Linked DNA regions of Sus scrofa: region 1 is linked to region 2. Evidence: chromatin contacts called from public Hi-C data. All regions are on one chromosome and are shown on one strand. Each heading gives the region's core, a stretch centred on a gene start, on an enhancer-like site or on the middle of the called end of the contact. The rest is flanking DNA. Distances are from core to core; before and after follow the strand shown. Region 1 has its middle 85 kb from the start of POLR1A. Region 2 overlaps POLR1A (DNA-directed RNA polymerase I subunit RPA1).

The links. A called contact is a pair of places that touch in the nucleus more often than the background predicts.
Region 1: a Hi-C map of liver shows a contact between it and region 2, with 2.3 times the contacts expected there. The contact joins two enhancer-like sites. A contact is called at or near these places in 1 of 5 promoter capture datasets (liver) and 2 of 47 Hi-C or Micro-C datasets (blood and liver).

Annotation. Positions count from the first base shown.
Region 1 is chr3:58,753,370-58,757,314 of Sscrofa11.1, reverse strand. It overlaps the pseudogene LOC110259988. Among named protein-coding and RNA genes, the nearest start is that of POLR1A, 85 kb to the right of the region's middle. Within about 2 kb of position 2,259, at least 14 of the 83 cell types and tissues checked have an H3K27ac peak or open chromatin away from gene starts, as enhancers often do. A contact at or near this core is called in liver, where this site is marked.
Region 2 is chr3:58,718,195-58,722,390 of Sscrofa11.1, reverse strand. POLR1A (DNA-directed RNA polymerase I subunit RPA1) reads right to left here. Exons shown (of 34, transcript XM_005662406.3): 15 at 2,153-2,302; 16 at 406-589. Among named protein-coding and RNA genes, the nearest start is that of POLR1A, 50 kb to the right of the region's middle. Within about 2 kb of position 2,745, at least 10 of the 83 cell types and tissues checked have an H3K27ac peak or open chromatin away from gene starts, as enhancers often do. A contact at or near this core is called in liver, where this site is marked.

The sequences.
Region 1 (3,945 bases), core at 1,010-3,509, 35 kb before region 2:
AATGGGGGGAGGGGGCAGTATTGAATGCAGATGACAAAGGCTTATCCATATCTGTAAGAAATGAGTTCTTTAAAATGGACAGTAGGAGTTCCTGTTGTGGCTTAGTGGGTTAAGGACACATCCAGTATCCATGAGGATGCAGGTTCAATCCCTGGCCTTGCTCAGTGGGTTAAAGGATCTGGCACTGCTGCAAGCTGTGGTGTAGGTCATAGATGGGGCTTGGATCTGGCATGGCTGTGGCTGTGGCATAGGCCGGCAGCTGCAGCTTTAATTCAACCACTGGCCTGGGGACTTCCAAATTCCTTGGGTGTGGCTTCAAAAAGGAAAAAAAAAAAAAAAAAAAGGAAAAAAACTGACAGTAAAGGTCAATAGAAACCAACCGATAGAAAAAAGAGCAAAGGATACAAATAGACAGTTCTCATAAATGTAAGTCAGACTAGCCAAAACATTTATGAAAAGATGCTCAGATTTTTTTTTGGCCACTCCCACAGCATGTGGAGGTCCTTGAGCCAGGGATCAAACCCGAGACACAGCAGTGATCCAAGATGCTGCAGTGAAACTCGGAATCTTAACCCACTGTGTCACAAGAGAACACATGCTCAGAATTATTAATAGGGAATTGCAAATTAAATTGAGATGCCATTGCTTACCTCTCAGAGGGGCTAAAATGCAAGTGATTCTGTTTCTTAAAAGAAATAGTTGACACCCCTCCCCTTATGTGTATGTGGCAGGGTTTTTCAAATTCCACACCACTGATGTTTAGGGCTGGATGTTTTGATTATTTATTTATTTATTTATTTATTTATTTTTACAAATGAGGCAATTTATTAACTCAGCATCACTTGTTGTAATGCTTCTTGTTGGCAGCTCCCACCTGCCAAGTGATTCTGTCCAGATCTCTCTGTTCCAGATGTGCCCATTTGTAGCCCCCATCTTGGTCCTTTTCCACCATTCTCAGCCCTTCCAGGACCTGGAGGACCCGGTGGCATTCTTGGAGCCTGTGCTGAGTGGTCAAGCAGGACACTGCTTCTCTGACATCCCCCAAAGATCCTAGTGATGGAGGGGTCCCCAGCGCGGCCCCGGAGGTCCAGCTGCTGTGCTGCAGAAGACCCAGTTCTCATCACAGGGCGTCGGCTTTGTATGCTTGGCCAGCTTGACAGGGTCCACCCATTCAGGGCCGTTCAGCTTCCTGGACCTCTTGAGGAAGGCTGGCAGAGCTCCAGACTCCCACTGGTTCACGCCTTTTACAGTAACTCCAGGCATCATGGGGCCCCTGTGCTGCCAGCCAGGAGAAAGGGGAGGTAATTCTTTATTGCAGGGGCTGCCCCTATATTATCGGATATGCAGCAGCATCTCTGGTCTCTCCCCGCTAAATGACTTGAACACCCCCCTCTCCTGTTTAATACCCAGAGATGACACTGCCAAACGTCCAGGGGGGCAAAACTGCCCCCTACCCTCACTAAAAACGACTTGGTATATAGGTAAACACATATAGCTGCACATACTTTTGTGAATACTTATTTTCTAGGGCTGTGCCTGCAGCATATGGAGGTTCCCAGGCTAGGGGTCAAATTGGAAATGCAGCTGCTGCCTACGCCAGAGCCACAGCAATGTGGGATCTGAGCCATGTCTGTGATCTACACCACAGCTCCCGGCAACGCCGGATCCTTAACCCACTGAGCGAACCCACTGAGCGAAGCCAGGTACCGAACATGAATCCTCATGGATAGTAGACGGGTCTGTAATCTGCTGAGCCACAACAGGCGCTCCATAATTTTAAAGACCATTTTATAGACAAGGAAACTGATGCACAGAAAGAACAAGTAGCTGTCAGCAGAGGACCCAAGATTCCAAGAGGAATCCAATTTCACGGCTTAGTTTCTTTCTTTTTCTCTCTCTTTTTTTGGCAGGCTCCTGGGCCAGGGATTGAATCTGAGCCACAGCTTTGACTTATGCCAGCAACACCAGATCCTTAACCTACTGTGGTGGCCAGGAATCAAAACTGAGCTGGCATGGAGACAATGCCAGGTCCTTAACCTACTGCGCCACAGCAGGAACTCCTTACGGCTCAGTTTCTTGCCTGAAAGGCAGCCACGCTGCTCAAGGACGTTCTTGAGGTCTGACCGGTTGAATGCATGGGGACTTTAGGTTCACGCTTCCAGGCAAGAACCATGGGTCAAGGAAGGGGAACCAGGGCCTAGGGTTCCTGAAACTATCACATGTGAGGCCACAGGCCCAGGGCCGGCTTGGCTCCTTGAGACGACAGTGTTGGGAAACCAGTCCAGAAAGCAGCAGCCAGCAGGGTCGCCTGACCTCTGAGCAGGGCTGACCGCTGCTCGAAAAGAAAGGCCTAAGGCTGAACCACAGGGCGGCCTCTCCTATACTCAGGAGAGTAGGTAAAGCGACTAGGGTGGAAGCAGACTCATGAGGAGGGTGGCGAGGACTGGACTCCTGATTGGATTCACTTCCCTCCCCACTCGGCCCCCTCCCCAAAGCCCCCTAGAGCCAGCTGGGTGCACGCTGTCCCTATCTGGAGTGGCAGGGGTAGGGCACAGGTTGGCATGATGCCTGGTGGGTTCCTCAACCTCTAGCCAGACCACAAGGGGCTGAATTTCCTGTTGCTTGCATGTTTGGGGCCCCAGATCACAAGATCTGTGAAGGCAGGGCCTGCATCTTTGGGGGCCTGGTGCAGTGGGCAAGGTTGGGTGGGTGCAGAACGAGAAGAGGAAGGGCGTGGGTGGGATTTTTTTAGGTTGAAATGTGCCTTCCAGGCCTCTGAGCCCAAACTCTTGGGTTCCTCGATTTACTCAAAGGCTGAGCAGCTCCGGGAGCTCTCTGGTGGTGTAGTGGTTAGGAATCATTGCTTTCACTGCTGTGGCCCAGGGTTCAATGCCTGGTCTGGGAACCGAGATCCTACGTCAAGCCGCAACATGCCATGGCCAAAACAAACAAAACAACCACCACCAAAGGCTCAACAGCTCTAAGGACACCCAAGGGCAGCCCAGGCGAGATGAGGTGCTCAGCCCTATCCCCTGGGACCAGGTTCTGGCCTTTCCTAAGTGGGGATGTGTCCCAGACAAAACAGAACTCCTGATTACCTCTCCTGGAAAGAGGGAGGAGGTGCTTCAAGAACCGGAGGCATGATCCTCATTCAGTAACTCAAGCTTAGCTTTTTTTTTTTTGTCTTTTTGCCATTTCTTTGGGCTGCTCCCGCGGCATATGGAGGTTCCCAGGCTAGGGGTCTAATTGGAGCTGTATCCACTGGCCTACGCCAGAGCCACAGCAACGCGGGATCCGAGCCGCGTCTGCAACCTACACCGCAGCTCACGGCAACGCCGGATCGTTAACCCACTGAGCAAGGGCAGGGACCGAACCCGCAACCTCATGGTTCCTAGTCAGATTCGTTAACCACTGCGCCACGACGGAACTCCAAGCTTAGCTTTTTAAATGGAAACTTCTCAGAGCTGCGTCTTGAAACTCTTGCTGGTCCAGTGTCCCCTCCTCCTGCCCCCACAGGTGCCCAGTTGGTAGGAACTTGTAAGTTGAAGACGCAGAGTCTCCTTAATGGGCTGGGCTAGGGGCAGCTGTGAGCCTCCTGCTTTCTAGCCAGAAGCATCACAGTCTCTTTTTTTGCCAACCCCCCAGGTGAAGCTGATCAAGGCATCCTCTGAACTCCACTGCGTCCTTGGCACCACGAGAGCTTTATCACACACATGCACTCCTGCTTTTTGAGTGCAGGGATCAGACCTTAAGATCTTCGTAGGGAAACTTGCCGTCCACGACTCCAATGTTGAAGAGTTATCACGCCAACAGGAGGGGATGGTTGGAGTTCCCGTCGTGGCTCAGTGGTTAACGAATCCGCCTAGGAACCATGAGGTTGTGGGTTCCATCCCTGGCCTTGCTCAGTGGGTTAAGAATCTGGCGTTGCTGTGAGCTGTGGTGTAG
Region 2 (4,196 bases), core at 1,496-3,995:
ATTCCTCTTTCCATCTTAGCATCACCTGGCAGGTCTGCCCCAATGTGGTGTTTCCAACAGAGCCAATGCCCCTGCTGTTGGACCTCCATTCTCTCTGGCAAGTGCTCAGAGGGTTCTGGAGGGGCACTTGCTGGAGAGAATGGAGGTGAATGGGAAAACACCAGTCTCAAGGACTAAAACCATAAACGGTGGGGGGTGAGAAAAGACTGAATGGAAATTGGTGTGTGACAGAGAGACAGACTCTACACTACATGAAGAAACACTGAGAAGCAGCAAGGCTAGGACACATCACTGGTGGCCAAGTGAGGATGCCCTTGTAGAAGGAACCTGGCCATCCCCAGGGAAACACGCTGGCAGGTGCACCGGCCAGTGAAGGAGCCCTAGGGCTACCTGCCCAGAACTCACCCAAGGTGAAGCCTCTATAGAGCTGCAGGTAGGCGGTGAAGAGGCGGGCCAGGCAAGTGAGAACCTTGCCGCTGGTCTCCCCGCCATAGATCTCGTAGCAGCAGTGGACCAGGCCGTAGGCGGAGCTCCCGTAATGTGCCTTGTCCAGCACCCCGCACAGCAGCTCCCCGTCCCTGATGACCACCTGCAGAGGGACAGCCACCAAAGCTGCATGGAGATGATGCCTTCTGGGTGAGTCCCCGCCACACCCACCCCGTGTCTTAACCTTACTGTAACCTGCCTCAAGACCTTGATAACAAGAGGTGGGGTATAAATGGAATCATTTTTTATTTTTTTTAAATAAAGGAGGAGAGCACTAAAAAAATTTTTTTTCAGGGACTACATCACATATACACACCCCGCCCTACGTTTCAGTGAATTATATCCCTCTGCTCCCTCCACCCGTCTGTACTGACTTGGGGTCAAATATCCTTGAGAAACACCGTGTGAATGGAAAGGAGAACGCCTAGAACCCGAACTTCCTAACCATGACCTTGGCCTAGGTACTCCCTCCCTGGTACCCCAGGAGTAAGAAAACATAACCTAGGAGTTCCCGTCGTGGCGCAGTGGTTAACGAATCCGACTAGGAACCATGAGGTTGCGGGTTCGGTCCCTGCCCTTGCTCAGTGGGTCAACAATCCGGCGTTGCCGTGAGCTGTGGTGTAGGTTGCAGACGTGGCTCGGATCCCGCGTTGCTGGGGCTCTGGCGTAGGCCAGTGGCTACAGCTCCGATTCGACCCCTAGCCTGGGAACCTCCATATGCCGTGGGAGCGGCCCAAGAAATAGCAAAAAGACAAAAAAAAAAAAAAGAAAAAAGAAAAAAAAGAAAACATAACCTAATATCCTTTAGGGCCTGAATGTGTACTTCCATAAAGTTGGGTTCAAGGTCAGAAGCTAATTACAGGAAGGCTTTCCAGTGCATGATGCCGCACACGTTAAGAATATGATCTATGAGGGGAAAGAAAGCGGGCAGCTTCGGTCCTGAATGGAATGCGTGTTAGACCCTAGGACAAAGCACTTGTGAGCTGAGGCCTGGGGGATATGCCCCCACAAGGCACACGCAGGCCTTGGCAATCTTTAGTGTGGGGGCCACAGTCCCCCTCTCTGCCTTGGGGCTGCCTCCGAGGCCTGGAGCTGGGAGGTGTCAAACCTCATGGTAGGGTATCCAGCCACTCTGGGGTCTCAGGGAAAAACACAGGGTCTGCACTGTCAAGCTTGGCAGAATCGAGGTCAGAGGCTTCTGCTAGAGAAGCCTTCTCAAACTGGTTATAAGTTATTTATTTTAGGGCCGTGCCTGTGACATATGGAGGTTCCCAGGCTAGGGGGTCAAACCAGAGCTGCAGCTGCCAGCCACAGCCACAGCAGCGCCAGATCTGAGCCATGTCTGTGACCTACACCATAGCTCATAGCAATGCCAGATCCTTAACCCACTGAGTGAGCCCAGGGATTGAACCCGCATCCTCATGGATACTAGTCGGGTGAGTTATCACTGAGCCACAACAGGAACTCCTGGTTATGAGTTTTCTACTGAGAGCCAAATACTAGTGGTTGACCCAAGTCAGCACAGCTTGGGTCCGACTCCCTCCCTTGAGGCAGGACTCCCCTTCCTGCACACGTGCCTCCATGTCCCTGCCATGGTTTTAAATCAATTTGCTTAAACGCAGAACTAGAAGTCTGTAGCCAATGCAGCTGGGGCAGGCAGCCACACCTGGGACTCGCACATCAAGTTGGGGTTAAAGCCGGGAACGGGCCGAGGAGCCTCCTTCACCCAAGCTTTGCCACCAATCTTTGCCTTTCCCAATAAGTTCAGTGGGATCTGGTCCTCCGGGATTATGTTGATGAGCAGCGTGGACACGACCTGGAGGGGAAAAAGAAGACAAAGCTGGTGGTCGAAAGAAAAGCTGAGATGTTTCCTTTTAGGACTGCCGGTCCCTCTTCATCCTGAAAGGGGACAACTCCACTCCGATGAGCTGCGAGTAAAGCAGAAAAAAGCAAAAAACAAAACAAAACAAAAAAGGGTGGACAGTTTCACCTCTGTGGGACAAGTTGATCTCAGTTTTTAATTCTTCTGTTTACATGACTTAGGAGGGAGCTTAGGAGTAGAAAATTAAGTTCCTGAATAGACCAAAGGAAGGAAAGGAAAAGATACTGCTGAGGGGTCACAGTGAAGAAAGATTCTAAATTGGTATGTGGTAAAAAGGTGGACAAAGACAGCAGGCTTGAGAGAGATGCTGCCCTCTGCCAGGGAAAGGCAGCTGCCACGTCAGGCCCTGACAGGATGTCAGAGGCCTCCTTCCTTTTCAGGCCACCTCAAAGCAGGCGACAATGATCACGCATAGTCAGCAACATCCTCCCACAGAACAGCTCTGACTTGCCAGGGCGCCAGAGAAGAAAGGATGCAAAGACGAAGAACCCAGAGTTTTCCCTCTGAAGAGCTTCACAGAGCAGGCCCGAGGCATCCAAATGAGAATTGGGCTTGGCCTGCAGCGAAGCCGCGGGGACAAGGGAGTGTTCCAGTGTCTGTGGACTGTGGGCAATGCTGTCCAGGCCTTAGCACTGCTCCTTTGTAGGATACAGAGAAGATGCATTCGTTCACTCAGCAGTTATTGAGCTCTATCGAGTGCTTACCATGAGCCAGGTAGGCGCTGGGGGAGAAGTGACCACAACAGGCTCTGCCCTCAGCGGAGCCTCCATCTTGAGGAGAGCCAAACTGTGGAGGAAAATAAATCGGGGAAGGAAGACCCAGAGTAGAGCAGGGGGAGAGAGTCTTTGGTATTTTAAATAAGACAGGCAGGGAAGGCCTCGCCAGAAGAGGACAGAGCCCCACAGAGATTACAGCACATGGTTCCCATTGTGGCTCAGCAGGTTAAGAACCCAACCAGTAACCATGATGACACAGGTTTGATCCCTGGCTTCACTCAGTGGGTTAAGGATCTGGAGTTGCTGTGGCTGTGGCGTAGGCCAGAACCTGCAGCTCCAATGTGACCCCTAGCCTGGGAACTTCGATATGCCGCGGGTGCAGCCCTAAAAAGACAAAAAGAAAGGGGAAAAACAGGAGCGCATGGTTCAGGCAGAGGCTTTCAGTTTAGGGTAAGAAGGAAAGTTATGATCACAGGAGTGACACACTGATTTAAGTTTTAACAGGATCACTTGCTCCAGATCCTGGTCTGGACAGTGAGGCTAAATAAATGCTGCAAAGAGAGTTCCCTGGTGACCCAGCAAAGATCTGGCATTGTCACTGCTGTGGCTCGGGTCACTGCTGTGGTGCAAGGAGTGCCACACGCGAGGTCAAAAATACATATATAACACATACATACATACCACAGAGAATAAGCCTCCCGACAATGACAAGAAGGACTGGTACTTTAGAAGTAGTTATTAAAACCAGCCGAGCAGGGAGCACCATGGAACAGAGTCTCCGTATGGAGCACAGCACAGGGCACCCTGGTGATGTGACCACCTGGCCGCCCCATGGCTCCCGCACAGTTCTAATATATATATTAGAACTATGCTAATATATATTGTTTTACAGAGCTAATATATATTGTTTATAGAGCTAATATATATTGTTTTCCTTTTTACGGCTGCACCCATGGTATACCGAAGTTTCCACACTAGGGGTCAAATTGGAGTTGCAGCTGCTGGCCTACACCACAGCAACTCAGTATCTGAGCCACATCAGTGACCTACACCACGCCAAGACCAGGGATCGAACTTGCATCCTCACAGACATTATGCCGGGTTCTTAACCT